Linked DNA regions of Mus musculus: region 2 is linked to region 1. A link is a contact called in public promoter capture Hi-C data. All regions are on one chromosome and are shown on one strand. The core of a region is the stretch at or near the end of the contact, and the rest is flanking DNA. Distances in the headings are between cores, read along the strand shown.

Region 1 (3,211 bases), core at 315-2,814:
TTATCCACAGTAAATTTTTCTGCTTCTTCCCGAGTCTTCTCTGCTTGGTAACTGTAGTTGTTCAGGCATCTATTTAATCACTTTTCCCTCTGGGAAGCCCTTGGCTAGGTAGACCCTATACCACTGTCTTAGGGTTTTACTGCTGTGAACATACACTATGAGCAAGGCAAGTCTTATAAAAACAACACTTAATTGGGGCTGGCTTACAGGTTCAAAGGTTCAGTCCATTATCATCAAGGTGGGAACATGGCAGTATCCAAGCAGACATGGTACAGGCATAGCTGAGAGTTCTACATCTTCATCCAAAGGCTGCTAGTGGAAGACTGACTCCTAGGCAACTAGGGTGAGGATCTTAAGCCCATACCCACAGTGGCACACCTACTCCAATCAGGTCACACCTCCAGATGGTGCCACTCCCTGGCTCAAGAATATACAAACCATCACAACCACTGTTTCCTCCAGAACACTGACCTGTTACTGTTATATACAAAGTGTCCTGAAAGTTTTTACTGTATGTATTCCCACCATCCCGTTTTCTAGTGCTAAAAAAAAAAATATTTATCTGAATGTATAGTGAAGCAAAAGATGTACTTCCAAAGGGATGGTAAATTCCAATTGTGTAATAAAGAAGTGATTGTGGCCAAAATAGTTTGTATAGGAAGGCCAAAGGAGAAGCCAGACTGAGTGGAAGGAAGGATAGAACAGTAGGGAGCTCTTTTAAGATACTTGGTGAAAGAAGTGGGAGTGGGTGGGTGGGGGACTTTTGGGATAGCATTAGAAATGTAAATGAAATAAATACCTAATAAAAAATAATAATAAAAAGGAAAAAAAAGATACTTGGTGAAAGAAGAGGAAGCAGATACAGTCAACAGCCTGTTCCAGTAAGTAGTGGTGTTGCTTCCAGCTGTCAAGATGGTCTACATTAAAAATGTAGACGAATTGACACTTTGACATTATTTTTACCTAAATTCGTTAAATTTTGTTCAAGATTTAGTACAAACTTTTGTTGTTGTTGTTGTTTAAACTAAATATCTAGTTTATATTTTGTAATTCTAACCCAGGCCCTGCGACATTCCCACATCCAGGTCCTCCATTAGACTACAGATCTTCTAGCTCTTTGCCTTTATCTGGAGGTTGGTTTCTTTAATAGCTTAGTTATTTCCTTCTCTCCATCCATTCCTTATGCTCCTTTTCCCGCCAACCCCGCCGAGGCCTGTGCAGTTGTCCATCATTACATTAGTCACAGCAGATCAGAGGAATTCCTTATACGTTTTGTACCCCTTATACGTTTTGTGGGAATTAAAACTGGCCAAGGGCAGAGGTGGGAATTTTCCCCAACGTGTCCCCATTGCTCATCTGACTTTGACACATTGCCACTGTGTATCAAGCGTCTTTAAATGAATGCCTAGAAAGCCTGAGATGATCCTTCTAAAGGATGGGGCTGAAGAACAGAAGCCAGTTAACAAGGCTGACCACCCATGGGAAGAGATCTGTGGGCTTACTAGAGAAGCACTCACCCGCGATCACAAATTTGGCCATGATTTCTAGCAAGACCTAGAAACTGGGACCGTGGCGTCACGGTTTCCTGGCAACCGCGGCGGGTACTAAAACTGGCGCAGGCGCGTTCAAAAGAGGCTGCACCGCCAGGGGCTAAAAGTTCAAAGTCACTATTTGAATGTTTTGAGTTTCCATAAACAACAATAGATGAACTTTATAAGCTCCGTGTTTTCCTAAGGCTCTCGCTTCTATCTTTTCATCAGAGAATAGAAACTATTCTTTCTGGAAGGTTTTCCTCCCTATTTGCACATGGCCTCCGCGGTCGCTGAGAACCGATGCTTTTTGACTTATAAAAGAATCCGTAATACGTCACCAGACGCGCCGCTTGAGGAGGAACTGTCATGGCTGCGCCTATGTGTAGTCACGGGGTTCTGTTCGAAGGTGAGTGGATGGCAAGCAGAAGCGGAATCGCGGGCCGGATCGTACTTGTCTTTTTACCTAGGGGAGAAAAGTTTGGGAAGTGGCCTGGGTCTTAAGTTTAGGGCAGTGCTGGGCGGCCCATTTGCGGAAAGACACCGACTCCGGTTCCGGGATCTTGATGAACCTGGCTGATTGTAGATTCTCAGGCGGGAAGGACATCGCTTTTTTTCTTTAATTCCGTCCCTAACCAAGACCGACCTGTCCGAGTACGTTTTCTTAACAGTTCGCTTTTGGCCAATGCAAGATGATCTGAAGTGTCCATCAATGATACAGTTTTCAGTGAAGGCCTCCAAAGTAGTGTTAACAAAGTTCTCCTTAGCCGATATTGAACACCTACACAAGACATTCTTATCTATCTTTCTGTCTGTCTTATCTATCTTTCTAGCTGTCTATTTCTATCTCTCAGTTTACCTACCTATCTATGCTACTTTATCCACATTTATTGATTGACTGATTGAAACTACTTTATCCACAACTGCTAAAGTGATTGACCTGGGTACTTTTACAAAGATGAAATAAACGTGGAGGAAGCATACCGAGGACATGTTCCATTTTAATATAAAACTCTAGCGGCTCGTCGGTGCCCATGCAAGCCCCTGTTAGATGCATTTCCCTTATTTAAGCAACAGTTTTTAACCATTATTTCTTTTATTTACCTATCCTCTACAGGACAGTCCACAGCATGTGCTCTTTTTTAGAAAGACGGCAACTTGCGTTGCATCTTGGGTATTTGAAAGTGTGCCAATAGATAGCAGAATGAATAGCAAAGCACGTTCCTTGTTATGGACCATCCGACGATTCAGTACGTTACTTCCAAGAAGCAGAGCTTTGAGGATAGATCCATTGGGAACTTGCAGACCAGAGGTTATTCATTCAAAATGGAACCCAAGAAACCATCGGCTAAATGTTTTTGATGAGGGATTGCAACCATCTGTTAGATACCTCTTTCAGGATATATTTATTTCTAAATCAGTAGATGGTTGTATTCAAACTAAAGGCATAAGCCATTCAGCCGTTTTTAAACCTGATAGGCTGCTTTGTCCTAGAAGACTGTCCTTTGATGCAAAACATTCTTTTGTCTCTGATGGGACATCTGATCATGATTTAAAGAAAATAAACTTTCATCATACCTCCAGTGAAGATGTGTTCACCAAGAAAGTAAGACCAACCCCTGTGAATTATAAAAAGCTAGCCCAGGAGTGTAACTCTCTGAGTGATGTGCTGGACACATTTT
Region 2 (3,211 bases), core at 444-2,943, 1.2 Mb after region 1:
ATCTGGTTTCGTCTGTCAGATATTTGTTTTGTTGTTTTGAAGCCTGGTAGCGTAGACTTGCTATGGAATGGGGGCTGGCTTTGAACTCCTGATCTTCCTGACTTGACTCTCTTTCCCTAGTGCTGAAATTGAAGGGATGTGCCACCCTACTCAGTTACAATTAGGTCTGGTTTCATGTTCTATTTCTTTCTACATGCTTAAGACAGTATTTGGGACCCAAGTGTTTAATAAATGCTTATGAGCTAAGCATAGTGACTCACACCTACAGCCTTAGCATTTGAGAGGCTGAGACAGGATGGCTGCAAGATCAACAACAGCTTAGGCTACACAGTATGTTTAAGACCAGCCTGGCAAGGCCCTGACATAACAAGACCCACTCTTAAAATAAATAAGTAAGCAATTAAGTAAATAAACATTTGTGATGGTGTAGACAGTGATTTGAAGTACTCCGTCTTATCCCTTGTGACTGTTTTTAATTTATCAATAAAGCTTGCTGCCTGCGAGGCTCTGATGACTATTGTATTTGGGGACACCCACATCTCTATTTTCCCATTTGATGCAGGGACTGAGACTTCTTAATCTTTCTAAAGATTAAGAAATTTTCTAGTTTGGGGGCTAGAATTAGAAACACGTTCTTACTCTTCCTGATGGGTAAACTTCTCTTCACAGATTTTGTAGTGCACATGCATCCGGCCTCAGGAAACACACATTATAAGATTATGAAACAGCTCATTTGGTTGTCTCTACTGTGCAAGGACAAGCACCTGAATTCAGATCTCCAGTGCCAAGTATCTGCTCAGGGCAGAGAAGATGGGTCCCTATAACTAGCTCACTGGCCAGCCATTCTATCTTGAACCAGTGAACTCTGGGTTCAGCGAGAAACTCTGCCTCACAACACAAGGTGGATCGCCAGGCAGGGTGGCACACACCTTAAGTCTGGAGGCAGAGGCAGGTTAATCTCTCATACTAGCCAGGGCTACATAGTCAGATCCTGTCCCCAAAAGGGGGTGGTGCATGGAGCACATATCTCTACTCCCACCTCTTGTTAGGCAGAGGTATGACTGTCTCTGTGAGGCTGAAACCAACCTGTTTTAAACAGCAGGTTCTATGCCAGCCAAGGCAAATAGACCTTATCTCAAAAGAAAACTTTTTAAATGTGAAGAACAATCAAGGAAGGCCCTGACTTCTTGAAACTCTGGACTGCATACAAAAACAAATGCACACATGTCTTCACATACATGGACACACAAACATATCATGTGCTATACACATACAAATACACACACACACACACACACACACACACACACACACACACACACACACACACACACCACTTCAATGATGCTTCCTCCCTTTTCAAGGCCCACTGGGGAGGAAAATGGAGTTTTGGCAGCTAAAGATTAACGTTGCCCTGCAGGCATGCTTACAGAGGTAATGGATGGGTTACTCCTACAGTCTCTGGTCCCCAAGGAAACCAGAGGCTGCTCTACTGGTTGGAGAGAGACAGATGAGCCTCAGTAGGTGCCTGTGGGGGAGCAGCATGGCTGGGTGTGTCTTCTGTTGCTAGGAGATACCCTGGAGTGACCACCATCAACCCAGGCTGCTCGCCATCACTGTGCTCACATCAGTGGGACCAGACATCCTTACAGGGGCAATCTGAATGCTCATGTCCGCCGTGCCGCTTAAGAAAGGAAGCTAGAAGTCAGCTGCAGATCTGAGGTTTCACACACCGCGGACGCCTAGATTTAGAATACTCTATTATTACCAAGTTGCATCAGCCAAGCTCAGAATTCTGCAAATTTAGTGGAAACTGATTTCATCTGGCAGCCAAAAAAAGAAGCTTTTATGATTTAAAAAGGAAAAAAAAAAAAGTGTTCTCAGAAAACCTTTGGCCCAGTGAAGGAACTGCCTTCAGGAAGCAAGGGTGTTTATAAGTTGTTTACCTACATAAAGGCCGAAGGTGACCTTCCTAGATTCCAGGGGGTTCCCTGTGCTTGAATGTGATAATATATAATTTTAGCGTACTTTATCACACCAGCAGAAAATTTTAATATACAAAAATACTAAAATACAAAGAAATGGAAACATGAAATCACCTTGGCCCTACAGAAAATGAGTCTCCAGAGTAAGAATTCTAATACTGAGCTAGACCCTCAGCCAAGCCCACCTTCCTGTGTGTGTGTGTGTGTGTGTGTGTGTGTGTGTGTGTGTGTGTGTGTGTATGTGTGTGCATGCAGAGGCTCACATTTCAGATGGATTAACTGCCAGTGAGCTCATGGATTTGCCTGTCTTCACACCAGCACTGGGGTAACTGGCATGTTTGCATCATGAACCATCTCCCAAGCCCCCCTTTGCCTCTTCCTCCTCCTCCTTATCATCATTATCATCATCATGAGTTAGGGTTTCCACTGAACCTGGAGCTTATCTTTATAGCTAGGCTGGCTGACCAGAAAGCCTCTGGGGTTTTGCCATCTCCCTTTTCTAATAATGAGATCTCAGGTATGCTTGTTAGGATAACTGTGATTAGATCTGGAGATATGAACCCAGCTCTCCACACTTACAAGGCAAGAATTTCAGTCACTGGAACCATCTCCCCAAGTATCCCTTCCTTCCTTCCTTCCTTCCTTCCTTCCTTCCTTCCTTCCTTCCTTCCTTCCCTTCCTTTTCCTTCCTTCCTTTCTCATGTTGTCTCTCTCTTCCCTTTTCTGTGTGTGCATGTTTGTGTGGTATGATGTAGTATGTGTATGATGGATATACTTACTAATGAAAGTATGTGCGTGTGTGCCCACATATTCGGAGGCCGGGGTAGATATTGGTTGTCTTTCCTTCATTGTTCTCATCTCTGTTTTTGAGGCAGGTCTCTCACCAAACCTAAGGCTCATCTGATTGGGTTAGGTGGGTAGCCAGTAAGTTTCAGGAATCCATCTGTCTCTGAGCATTCCAGGGCTGGGGTTAAGGCACAAGCCACTGTGCCCCGTTTTTACATTGGTTCTGGGGACCTGAAATCGTATTCTCATGCTTGCATGGCAGGCACTTCTTCACCAAGCCACCTCCCCAGGCCCCTAAGCATCTTCCTTAATGGATCCTTCTCATGCCATCATACCAGAGCCTCGGTCTTCCAGTCTTTTGTCTTCTAGCCTCAGCACTGTCAGAAACACACACGAGCCTCTTGGCACACCTATTGGACCTATAGGTGTCTGAACAGCAT

Evidence for each region. Promoter capture Hi-C pulls out the DNA fragments that hold promoters and counts their contacts.
Region 2: a promoter capture Hi-C map of hippocampal neurons shows a contact between it and region 1, with 5 times the contacts expected there. The contact joins the enhancer-like site here to the promoter of Mdh1b in region 1. A contact is called at or near these places in 10 of 39 promoter capture datasets (3T3-L1-derived adipocytes, the HPC-7 cell line, embryonic stem cells and 6 more), 3 of 115 datasets of contacts at active chromatin or transcription factors (astrocytes and stem cell-derived neural progenitor cells) and 2 of 9 other capture datasets (adipose tissue and liver).

The regions. Positions count from the first base shown.
Region 1 is chr1:63,728,754-63,731,964 of GRCm38.p6, forward strand. It overlaps Mdh1b (malate dehydrogenase 1B, NAD (soluble)), which reads right to left and starts at 1,565. Exons shown (of 11, transcript NM_029696.4): 1 at 1,518-1,565. The coding sequence starts at 1,539. Fastkd2 (FAST kinase domains 2) reads left to right here and starts at 1,872. Exons shown (of 12, transcript NM_172422.3): 1 at 1,872-1,938; 2 at 2,647-3,211. The coding sequence starts at 2,734.
Region 2 is chr1:64,976,913-64,980,123 of GRCm38.p6, forward strand. No RefSeq gene overlaps it. Among named protein-coding and RNA genes, the nearest start is that of Plekhm3, 22 kb to the left of the region's middle. Within about 2 kb of position 1,694, at least 40 of the 459 cell types and tissues checked have an H3K27ac peak or open chromatin away from gene starts, as enhancers often do. A contact at or near this core is called in hippocampal neurons, where this site is marked.